Regions from separate parts of the Mus musculus genome. Here all the other regions are linked to region 2. The links are chromatin contacts, called in public Micro-C and promoter capture Hi-C maps. All regions are on one chromosome and are shown on one strand. Each heading gives the region's core, a stretch centred on a gene start, on an enhancer-like site or on the middle of the called end of the contact. The rest is flanking DNA. Distances are from core to core; before and after follow the strand shown. Region 1 holds the start of Zfp950 (zinc finger protein 950). Region 2 holds the start of Nanos1 (nanos C2HC-type zinc finger 1). Region 3 holds the start of Csf2ra (colony stimulating factor 2 receptor, alpha, low-affinity (granulocyte-macrophage)). Region 4 overlaps Grk5 (G protein-coupled receptor kinase 5).

Region 1 (2,700 bases), core at 178-2,677, 380 kb before region 2:
CCTCTTCTGGTGTGTCTGAAGACAACTACAGTGTACTAAATGTGCATTAATAAATAAATAAATAAATAAATCTTAAATTTTTTTCTTTATAAAAAATTATCAAACCTATTCTCAAAGCTATTTTGTGTCTTATAATGGACTTAGTGCAGTTCTTTTTGTTCAGAAACACTGTACCCCTGAACTTTTTTTTTTTTTTAAACTGCACTAAAACTTTGCCATTGGTAAGCCACTGAGCTGATGTGCAGCAGGGCAGGGTAGAATATGATAGGGGTGAAAGGAATTTCCCCACTGCCCTCTGAAGGTTTGCTGGAATACAATGTCTAGGATAAATTAAATGGGAGAAAAGTGTGTGAATGCGTTATTGTCCTTAAGTACAGCCCAACGTGATTCAGAAAGTTTTTGGCCCCACTCTTTCTAGGAGAATTGAAGTACAGGAAATGTCAGAAAACAACATGCTGGGTTTTTCTCTTCTTCTTGTTGAGCTTTTTTATTTTGTTTTTATTATCAACCTTATACAAGTGGAGCTCATCTTCAAAGAGGACTTCTTTCCCACCCAAACCACCCCATGCAAAAGCAAGAGGTTTATTTTCCAGAGCATTGAGACGAGTTAATAAGAAGGCGACCCCAAATGGCCATTACAGTTTTTATACTTTTTAGGAGCACAGGTTACACCAGCAAGATTATACCTCAACCTTATTGGCTAAGCATATTGACCTTTAAACCTATTGGCTAGCAAGCATGACAGGTATTTGAACTCTACCTGGGACTTTCCCGAGGGTCAGGTAACTATCAGTCAGTTTTTTTCCACCTTCCCAAGGAGGAAGATGTGCTGGCTAACAATAGTGCTCCATAGTGTTTGTCATCTATTTCTTGCTTTTGTCCCCCAGCGTTGTCTCATACTTACCAGGTGAAAAATAGCTGCTGCAGTTTACCTAAACATCTTATTATCTTATTTCCTAAAATCTCTCTTTAATTGTTAATACCCTGGGCATCCTTCCACTTGAGGACCAGATTGAAAACTCTACTGCAAGTTGAGTAATGGGCTATGTAAAGGCTATTCCAGGAGGAAGAAGGAAGTGCCTCCGGAGTACTGAGGGGAGTTCAAGCAAGGGCTGAAGTGGCAAGGTAGTGAGTGCAGGATCTATTGCCACAAAGGGAGGAGCAGGTGGCTGAGCAGCGGAAACTGGAGTGGTGGTTCCTCCCGCGGGGCTGGGTGGGAAGACAGACAGGTAGGATATTGGAGGACAGGCACAAGTGCTACTGAAATGTACATCTCTGCACATCTGGAAAACCTTTTGCCCTGGACTGGAAGCCTGAACCGGGAACTTCTAAGTTGTGTACGTCAGCACGCTCTTACCCTAAGGGAGGTGCTCAAGTCACACAAGACTCACTGGCCAATCAGAGGCTTCAGATGGACCTGCCAGTCAGAAAAGGAGGAGGATTCATCCGGGTGTCGAGCAGCAAGTTCCGCTCTGAGACTGAGCAGTCTTGAAGGTTTCTGTGTGATGTACTCTGAACTCTGCTACTGGGTACTGTGAGGGACGCTCTGAAGTCGCGACATGGTGAGCACAGGGTCACTGCCCACAATGGGGAAGAGCAGGCTGCTGAGCCTCGGGAGCTGTTGTGGTGGGTCTTCCCTGGGGCTAGGTGGGAAGTGTCAGCCAGATGCGGCTACCTGTCAGGTCCCTTGTGGTCATAGTCATTCCCTGGATCCGGCGGTAGCCACTGAATAACTTCACTATGGGAGCTGTGACTGGGCAAAACTTTTAGAGTTGGGACTTGTGTGTAGAAACATCCTTGGCAGGATGCCAAACTCGGAGAGCCCTAGTTTCCCTTTTGTCTTCTACATTTAATATTTAGATGTAAGATCCATTTGGACTTAAGTTTGTGGAGGTTGTAAAAGGCATCTCATGCATTGGGTAGCAATCCAATATTAAGCTGAGATGTAGAAGAGTAGAATTGATGATGTAAAGGATCTACCAATGCTTAGGAGATAGTAGAATTTACTTCAGGGAGAACTGCTATAAACACTCCACAGATAAGTAGTGTGCTAACCAGACCTGTTAGAGATTAGGATACTAGGATACACATGTTTATTCACGAAGATTATCCAGAAATTTGGCTCTAGACCATAGCAAAGAAGACACCTCTTATTTACAACTAGCCACTAAGCCCATCCTCATATAAAAGAGCAGGCCTTTAGCAAACTGCTCAAGGAGGCATTACATGGTCACAACCAACATTAAAGCCTGGTGTGCCATAAAGACCCAGTTTTCTTCTTGAGAAAACCATAGTTCTGCCACACAGGCAAGACTACACCAGGTGACAACCATTTGAAAACAAAAAACATTGTTGTGTCAAGGGCTAGCTTAATCAAGCAAGGCTTTCCATGAGGCCCTCAGATATGGAGAAGGAAACCCAGGAACATGCTTTTCAGAGCCAGTAGCAGACTGAGGCCTGGACCTGGAGAGTTTTTCCTAAGGACCTGATGAATTGAGAATAAAATAGAGCTCCTCTAAAGCAAGGGATATGCTTGTGAGAACTGTTAGTGGTCTGGGGCTCTGGGAGGGGTTGCTTCACATCCTGAACCAACTCTTCCTACCACATGGGACTGTGGCTATCAGTCCTAAATCCACTGTCAGTAATGTTCTTGAGATACCCTGTGTCCTGCTTTGGACCGCTGTTTATTAGACACCTTCT
Region 2 (2,700 bases), core at 18-2,517:
CACCGTTCTGGATGCGCGTTTTAGAAACTAGGGACAAAATTCAAGATTTCAACGTCAGAGACCGACCACTCCACAAGAAAGTGCTGCGCTCCTGCGGCTTCCGTAAAATCAAGACGACTTCCCAAATTGAGGCAAGGGAGAGGAGCGCAGGTTTCAGGTGTACACAGCTTGATGCAGCCCGCTCCTAGCGCAGCTTCTTGCTGGGCAGGCTGTCCCTGTTGCTGCGCGGCGGCGGGCGGACGGTGGGCGGTGGCACTTTGGAGAGCGGGCAATACTTGATGGTATGTGCGTTGTCGCCGCTGGCGCCGCACAGGGGGCACGTGTAGCGGCGCAAGACCGGGCACAGCACCCGGCCGTCCGGGCCCTTGAGGATGTGTGTGGTGTAGAGCGCCACCGCCTCCTTGTTGTTCCGGCAAAACACACACACCTGAAGCTCCGGTTTCAGCAGACGTGCGGCGGTCGCCCCGGAAGCCGCGTGCAGACGAGGCTCGGCAGCCCACGCAGGGCTTGGCTCTTCGCGCGGCGTCACTTCGGCCGTGGATGCGGCGGCGGCGGTGGTGGAGGCGGTGGGCGCGCAGCCCAGCAGAACCGCGGCGGCGCGCCCTGCAAACGGGTTCAGCTCAGCGAAGCGCTCCTCCAGCAACCCGGGCTCAGCGGGGCCGGCACACAGCTCTAGTGCGCGCAGTTCCAACGCACCGCCCAGGTAGCGGCCCCCGGCCTCCGGCTCTTCGCCGTCATCGTCTTCATCGTCCTCGGGCGGCCCCATCGTGGGCCCCGCCGCCGTGGGCCCGGGCCCCTCATGCGGGGAGCCGCGGTCGCTAGCCCTGGTGATGAGCGTGGCAAGCCCCAGGTAGTCGTTCCAGGAGCTGAAGGGCTGCGGGTGCACCGGGCCCGAGGCGCTCACGTAGCGGGCGCTGGGCACGAGCGCCATAGGCGCGGGGGCGCGGGCGCGGCGGGGCGAGCGTGGCGCCCAAGGGAAAGCCTCCATGGGCCGGCAGCGGGCCGCGCGCCTCCCCGCCGCCGCCGCCGGCAAGGGCCAGACGGAAGGGACGCAGGAGCTTGCCCGCCGGCCTGCCGTGGGGTAGGGCAGCCTTGCTTCCTTTTATCGCTCCCGCTTTCTCCTGTGCCCCTCCTCGCTGTCTCGGCCCTGCCCCCTGCGATCCTCCGCCCGGGCCACTGCGCCCGCGCCCCCGGACGGAGGCGGAGCGGAGGCGGGCGCGCGCTCTTCTCCAGCCCCGCGCGTTTCCTGCGCCCCGTGCGCTGCGCCCACCTCACCAGCTGCGGGGCGCCTGGCATCCTGCGAGGGGGCGGGTGAGGCGCCGCCTCGGGCCCTGGCGCTCAATGGCTGCGGACCTGACTCCGCGGGCGCCGGTCGGGACGCTGATTGGTGGCGATCGGGGAAGGGGCGGGCGGCGCTTGCTGGGAGGGAATGGCTGTGCAGAAAGCGACTGAATGAGGCGGTGGCTGGGGCTTGCTTTTGCACGAGCGTGGAGACCTCAGCCGGTAACCCAGCTTGGGTTTTTGTTTTTGTTTTTTTCACTGCGGGGTATTGAGGATGCCAATGGCACAGATCGCAATGAAGCAACTGGGATGCACTTGCATCCACTTGCAGGTTTGGCTGGACCGGGTTTATGGTTTGAAGCTACCACTTTCCTTTTTATCATCATCAGCAAGAAAAGCTGGGGGAGGCAAGGCTAGGCGCTAGCTCCCATCAGAGCCCAGCTAAAGACCCAGTGACTTCAGTTGGCACAGCGCTCTGGAGCACTTTCCACAGGGTGAAGTCCTCCCACAAACTTTGAGGCTCAGGGAGGAAGCTCACGATTTATATAGTTTATATGGTAGTGAGTAGTGGAGGATCAAAACAGGTCCAACAGGTGTTCAGAAATTGGGGCCGTAGGCTGTTCACTTACTTAGGTTAGGTGGAGGCTACAACTGGGCTAGAAATTCTTACTACGGACCAGTTTGTGTGAAGCTCCTCTTCAGGGTGCTTATATGGAAATCTAGGGTCTGTGGAACTTGAAAAACAGCATATTCAATGCTTTGAAACAGATAACATTTTCTCTTTTTGGTAAAACCCTGGAAAATAAAGGACTTACTAGGAGGGAAAGAAGTAGTCTTGCTCTTCCCTGGAAAAGAAGCAACTTAAAGTGATAAACACCAACAACCTCAAAAAATAATTTGAAACTAGGAAAAGACACCGAGGACTCTTCTGGAATGTGACCTAGGATGAGGGTCAGAAAATGCTCTGCAGAGGAGAGGGCTGATCTAGCTTTCCCACTCTGTACCGTACAGTGTCAATGGAAGCAAGGTGGTAAGACCTCTCCTCTGATGCTGTGAGTTTTCTTTGGGTGGTAGGTCACATTCACATGTTTTGGCTTAGATTTTTTTTTTTTTTTTTTTTTTTACAAACCTACTTCAATAAAGGTTCTTCAACACATCAGGCTACCTTATAGCCTACCAAAGGTAGGGGAGGAAGAACGGTTAATAGGACAAGGGGGTCATGGACCTGTTTAGAAGTAGTTATTCCGACCTTTGTTGTCAGGATATCAGCAGTCCAGTTCAATAGTGTCACCAAACATGAATCAGTAGCTGCAGACCAATCCAGAAGAAACCATGAGGCTCCAACAATGGGCGTGGGTCCATGGAAGTGGCAGGAAGCCGCCAAAATATGAGGGTTTTTTTTTTTTTGTTTTTGCAAGT
Region 3 (2,700 bases), core at 18-2,517, 470 kb before region 2:
AGAGGAGAGAAGTGAGAGAAGTGAGAGGTGAGAGGACAAAGGAGTAAGAGAGCGAGGTGGGGGCTAAGCACCCCTTTTTATGGTCTTCCCTGTTGCTAGGTAACTGGGGAGGAGTTTAGCCTGAAGGTCAGATTGACCATGCTTCTCTTGGGGCTGTGGGAGGTGGTAAGGAGCATGAGGGAATGCCTACCGTGTCATGAGGGTGAATTATGACTATCGGGGTTCAGACCTCAGATCGACTGGAGACCAGCCTGCAATTCCCCACAATACCATGTAGGTTTTTAAAACTAATAAAATTTATCTTAAAACATACAACTCAGTATTGATATTTTTAAAGTCATTAAAATAATTCATAATAGTTTAAATGCCTCTTAAATGTACATGACATCTTCGGAAGCAGACATTAATACACACTCTACCAGTTTTTAAAATCTGTTTGGAACATTAAACACGACAGAAAATCTCTCATGAGTCCTCTGTGGACAGAAATTGTGACGAGTTCCTGATTTTACAGAAACGTCCATCTCCGCGCAGTGTGTGTGTGTGTGTGGCTTCACAGAATGAGCTGGGTGGAAGCATCCACCAGGCCCGCCTGACCCTGGGCTGTCTTGGGTGGGAGACTTCACAGCTGTCTCTGGGTTCTGGGTCCTGGGACCGTTAGGTGGCTTCCGTGATTTTAACTGTGGTGCCTGTGCTGTGTAGAAAATTGTCCGTTTCATCCAGATTTGGTTTTCCCCAATTTGGAAATTAACGATGACGCAAGGAGATGTGAACCTAAGGATCACCTGTTGAACCTAACCCTTATCAATATGATCAACAGGATCAAGACTTTGCATGTCAGAGTCTTCCCACTGTGTAAGCGCGTGCTCACATGTGTGGTCACACTGTGTGCATCAGGGTAAGACTGTCGGTGATGTCACACTGTGCTGAGTGGTCACACTGTGTCCACAAGGGGTCAGATGCAGTGACTGACGTCACACCGTGTGTAGCCAGGCTGTGTGCGTGGCAGTGTGACGCGCCCGAACAGCCACACAGTAGGCTCACGTCCCGGTGTGCTGCCCCACTGCACGAGGTTGCATGGCGTCACACAGCGGGCCAACCGCCTGGCGCGTATACTTACTGTGCGCATTTGACATCATGCTGCCTGCACGGGACACTCGGACCCCGCCCCCGGTGACGTCACCGGGCCCCACCCAGCCACCCACCCCTGCCTGCCTTGTTCCTTCCCCTCTAGGTTTCCCAACCTGCAGATGAGGAAGAGGAAGCGGGAGACAGACGGACAGACGGACGGACACAGACGCTGCGCCCAGGCCTCACCATCCATCGCAGGAAGCCCCCTGTCTCAGGTCAGAGCCCCTCCACCCCTTTCCACCTCACCCTGCCTGACATGACGTCACCCAGAAGCCCCTCCCACCTGGCCCTACTGTGTGCCCAGCACACCCTGGGGTTTAGAAAACGATGGGGCTAGGGGACGGAGAGACCGGAAGGGGGGGGCAGTGGGACATGCAGACCTACTGTGTGTGCCCTGGGTCTCGGGTACAAGGTCCCCACCACCCGTGGGTCTGAGCCCTGGGGATGGTTTGGGGTGGGGTCAGAGGTAACAGAGGCCAAGGGGGGCTTAGAAGCCGGAGTTGGGGGGCGTGGCCTCCGCCTGCCAATCCCCCGCAACCTCTGACCTCTGTGTAGTACTGGGGTCAGGAGATGTGGTTCACCTCCAGGAGTCAGGGGTCTGGAGATGGTGGAGTTGAGGCAGGGGGATGGCTTCAAGTGCGTTTCCTCCAAAGCCCGGGGCGGGGGTGGGGGGTGGGGGAAGCGGGGAGTTGCGGATCGCCCCTAAGCCCGACTGCGGAGACCCCGCGGACGCCGCCCCCGCCCTCCCCACTCCCCGCGAGCGAGCGTCCTTGGCCCGACAGGAAGTGGGGACTGGAGAAAAGGAAGTGGCTGCAGCTGAGCTTGGAGCACGGCGGGGTTGGGGAAAGGCGGGTCCAGGCGGCGGTGGAGCGTGAGGGGGAAAGGGTCTGACCTACACACAGTCAGGCCACAGGCAGGCAGGGCGACCCCCGATCCCCTCGACCGCCTCCCCACCGCGCGGACAAAGCGGGTCCACATATAAGCAAAGATTCACGGGGAATCAATAGGATAACGTCACCAAGAGAGGAGCTGAGACAGGGGCATGGCTCAGATGGCAGAGCCCAGCCTCTGTACCCACCACAAATCATGCTGTAGTGAGTGGGTGGGACGGGGCCAGAGAATGCCCCGCCCACCCTAGTGCGCCAGACAGGATAACACCTCGGCTCTGCCCACTCATCTGACTGACAGATGACGTCATCACATGCCATGAACATCACCCCCCTGGCTCAGCTCGCCCTGCTCTTCTCCACGCTACTGCTTCCGGGAACTCAGGCCCTTCTGGGTTAGTGACGCTAGGTGGGCGGGGTCGGAAGTCACGGTGGGCGGGGCCGCGTCCAACAGAGCCACCTCACCCTCCTCCCCCTTCCAGCTCCGACCACACCGGACGCCGGCTCCGCCCTCAACCTGACCTTCGACCCCTGGACTCGGACGCTGACCTGGGCCTGCGACACCGCCGCGGGGAACGTCACGGTGACGTCATGCACCGTGACCTCGCGGGAGGCGGGGATACACCGGCGAGTCTCGGTACGTGGGGGTAGGGAGAGAGGGCCTTGTCCCGCAATGATGTCA
Region 4 (2,700 bases), core at 199-2,698, 330 kb before region 2:
TCCTGAAGAAAGGGTGCCTCTTGACCTCGGCGGCCCCCTCCTCCTGGCAGCCCAGCCTCTGCTTCGAGTCTTTGGTGAGCAGCTGTGACAAGAGAGTCTCGTGAGGTCATATGACTGGGCCTTTCCATCTGCCCATAGGCCAGAAGGACAAAGGAACATCTGTGACTGTAGCTCTAGCCTCCCCAGTGCCACCCCCTAAAACTCAGTCTGGAGGAGGATGTCTCCCCAGTTAGAAGAACTGAAGCATCAGCAAGGACAGGATCAGATCATATCTTTGTCATGCTTTCAGTTGCCCTGTGTATACTCTCAGGCTGGTGGCTCAGGTTAGAGCCTACCCTCTGGGCTTCTCTTTTCTATTTTATTGTATTTTTTATATTGTTCACTTATTGTGTGTCGATGTATGTGCCACAGCATTTGTATGGAGATCAGAGGACAACTTTGTAGAGTCAGCTTTGTCCCTCTACCTGTCACAGAGGTTCCAGGACTTGAACTCAGATCACCAGGATTGCATTAAAAAATGCTTTACCTGCTGAGCCATCTCTCTGGCCCCAAGTTTCTCTATTCTAGACATAAGTAACTGGGCCATGCTCCATCCATTCCAAGAAACACCAAAGAAGCAAGAATGTGCAGTAGCTGAGCCTGTTAATGCAGCCCCCTAGAGTCTACTGTGCTGGCAGATGGCCGGATCATCAAGGATAAGAAGATGAAAAAAAAAAGGATGAGGTAGGGCTGGGTTGCTTATCAGCTTCTACCAGGAAGGAATGGTATGTAAACGACACTTCTGCTTTCCAAAAGAAGTGATAGAAAATCAGGGTTTTAGGATAAAATATCTTCATCTGAAAAGCTTGGTTATTAAGTTAGTATTTGTCTATTTCTAAAATATACCACACAGGTGGAATAGAACACCCACCTATATGGTGTCAGGGATGGTATCAGGCGTACATTATCAAGAGAGAAGGTGTGGGTGCAGTGGGAGAAGACAGAGTAAGTTCCCTGTATGTGGGGGACCACATATGATCTGGAATGACTGGGAGAGTCAAATGGTGAAGGACTCAAGGGAGTGTGGAGAAGCTACAGCGATGGGGCACAGCAGGAGCCTCAGATTCAGCATTAGATCCAAGGGACAGGAAAGCTGGGTGTGTGGACATCTCTCTCAAGGGGCATGGCTGCCAAGATGGAATGGAGAACAACTTCCCTGCTGATTGTGTAGCTGCCTCTATGGTTTATAGGTCAGGTATTGCAGTAGCCTGAGTCAGCACCTGCTAAAGGGATAAGAGCAGAGTGGCCAGACTGAGATGCTGTGGCTTACAAAGTCCAGACCAGAATCCAAGACCCCAAGAGAAGACAGAGCAAGGCTTGAGGTTTCTGGAGGTACTTTCATGTGTACAATCATTTGGCACTTTTCAGCCAACACATTTCCCTCGGTGGCCACAAGGGGGCAGGAGAGGGACAGCTTTGGTCCTGGTTACAGCAAGAGCTTCAGCTCACAAAACCTGAGGTTGAAATGGAGGTTTGTGGGGAAGTGGAGAGGTGGTGATAGTGGTAGTGGTTAGAAGCAGAGATCATGTTTGCTCCATTCTCTCAGTATGTCCATGTCCCTATTGATGTTTCTTGAGACAGGCTTTTTGGGACTCCTGACCTAAGAATGTGATGCCTCTTATAGTCTTGTTACATCACGCAGACAGCTGACCATGACATAACAAGTACCACTGGCAGCCATCTCTCCACATCCCTAACCCCTGCTGTCTATCTCTCCACTACCTCATCCCGACTGCACCGCTGTGACAGTGCTTCTTTGAGACTGGTTAACAGGTTGTGGGGTTGTGGTCTACATGTTACATACCTTCTTCATCATGTCTTTGACACATGTCAGTAGCAGAGGAACACTTCCTCTTTTAGATATGATCAGAGGGCAGATCCAGCCCCACATCCTTACCACAGCTCTATACACAGAAGTGGCCAAGCAGGGGTGGTTGAAGTAGCCAAGCCCCCAGGGATCCCTGGTCCTCTGAATGTAGAAGCTTAGTTACTTCAAGTTTCTAGTCTTGGTCTTCTCTAAGCTCTACCCTGAGCTACTGGTATGTGTTCCCTTGAACCTTCCCAGGGCTACTTGGGGACTCAGGAATGAGAGGAGAGGCCCCTTTCAGGCCTCTGCTCTCTGCTCTCTTCTTTGCTGCTCAGGGTGTAGTATGGCTCCAGAGGAAGGTACTTTGCCACATTGGCTTACAAGTGTGTGTATCTAGGCACTTGAGGACAGAAAGCATCAGAGGGCATCTTCCTGTGGTGAGTCTTAGGAGACTGAGAGCCAGGCAAGAGCAGGAAGTAGCTGACTCCATACCAAACCCAAGGAAGGGCCTAAGGACCAGCTATGGAACAGTGTCCACCTTGGCTGAGGGAACCTTACAGCCCCTATCACTCCTTCCTCTTTAGCTGTCCAGTATCCACACCTGGCCCCAACACACTCCAGTCACTCTAATCTCTTCACTTGAAGGTCCTGCCCATCCACACATGCTGCCATACAGAACTTGAGCTGGGACCACCGTTCTACACAGTGAATGGAACACTGAGAATATGTTCAACAACTCCAAGGACTTTAACACCTCTCTTGCAGTCCTTGTCCTCAGTCCCCCGTGTCTAGAATCCAGAGTGGAGGGAATAGGAGGCCAAGTTCAAGGGCAGGAACTTGCCTGTGAACCAACT

The links. Promoter capture Hi-C pulls out the DNA fragments that hold promoters and counts their contacts. Hi-C and Micro-C count contacts between places; a contact is called where the count stands out from the background. Capture Hi-C pulls out chosen DNA fragments and counts their contacts.
Region 1: a promoter capture Hi-C map of adipose tissue shows a contact between it and region 2. The contact joins the promoter of Zfp950 here to the promoter of Nanos1 in region 2. A contact is called at or near these places in 5 of 39 promoter capture datasets (the C10 cell line, embryonic stem cells, hematopoietic stem and progenitor cells and 2 more), 1 of 484 Hi-C or Micro-C datasets (CD4 T cells), 10 of 115 datasets of contacts at active chromatin or transcription factors (the 230-238 cell line, bone marrow-derived macrophages, embryonic limb bud and 4 more) and 3 of 9 other capture datasets (adipose tissue, liver and macrophages).
Region 3: a contact with region 2 is called in a Micro-C map of embryonic stem cells, with 8 times the contacts expected there. The contact joins the promoter of Csf2ra here to the promoter of Nanos1 in region 2. A contact is called at or near these places in 2 of 39 promoter capture datasets (embryonic stem cells and stem cell-derived epiblast-like cells), 5 of 484 Hi-C or Micro-C datasets (CD4 T cells, cerebellum and embryonic stem cells), 7 of 115 datasets of contacts at active chromatin or transcription factors (embryonic stem cells, epiblast stem cells, large pre-B cells and 3 more) and 1 of 9 other capture datasets (adipose tissue).
Region 4: a promoter capture Hi-C map of hematopoietic stem and progenitor cells shows a contact between it and region 2, with 4 times the contacts expected there. The contact joins the enhancer-like site here to the promoter of Nanos1 in region 2. A contact is called at or near these places in 5 of 39 promoter capture datasets (the C10 cell line, embryonic stem cells, hematopoietic stem and progenitor cells and 2 more), 1 of 15 datasets of contacts at CTCF or cohesin (large pre-B cells), 1 of 484 Hi-C or Micro-C datasets (embryonic stem cells), 6 of 115 datasets of contacts at active chromatin or transcription factors (the 230-238 cell line, the SCID.adh cell line, T-cell acute lymphoblastic leukemia and 3 more) and 3 of 9 other capture datasets (embryonic stem cells, liver and pancreatic islet).

The regions. Positions count from the first base shown.
Region 1 is chr19:61,139,567-61,142,266 of GRCm38.p6, reverse strand. Zfp950 (zinc finger protein 950) reads left to right here and starts at 1,427. Exons shown (of 3, transcript NM_001001737.2): 1 at 1,427-1,562. The coding sequence starts at 1,560.
Region 2 is chr19:60,754,554-60,757,253 of GRCm38.p6, reverse strand. It overlaps Nanos1 (nanos C2HC-type zinc finger 1), which reads right to left and starts at 1,267. Exons shown (of 1, transcript NM_178421.3): 1 at 1-1,267. The coding sequence starts at 988. The coding sequence ends at 185.
Region 3 is chr19:61,226,985-61,229,684 of GRCm38.p6, reverse strand. Csf2ra (colony stimulating factor 2 receptor, alpha, low-affinity (granulocyte-macrophage)) reads left to right here and starts at 1,267. Exons shown (of 12, transcript NM_009970.2): 1 at 1,267-1,346; 2 at 2,320-2,413; 3 at 2,501-2,655. The coding sequence starts at 2,320.
Region 4 is chr19:61,083,454-61,086,153 of GRCm38.p6, reverse strand. It overlaps Grk5 (G protein-coupled receptor kinase 5), which reads right to left. Exons shown (of 16, transcript NM_018869.3): 13 at 1-82. It also overlaps a transcript of Zfp950 not described here. Among named protein-coding and RNA genes, the nearest start is that of Zfp950, 56 kb to the left of the region's middle. Within about 2 kb of position 1,448, at least 120 of the 459 cell types and tissues checked have an H3K27ac peak or open chromatin away from gene starts, as enhancers often do. A contact at or near this core is called in the 230-238 cell line, the SCID.adh cell line, hematopoietic stem and progenitor cells and 2 more, where this site is marked.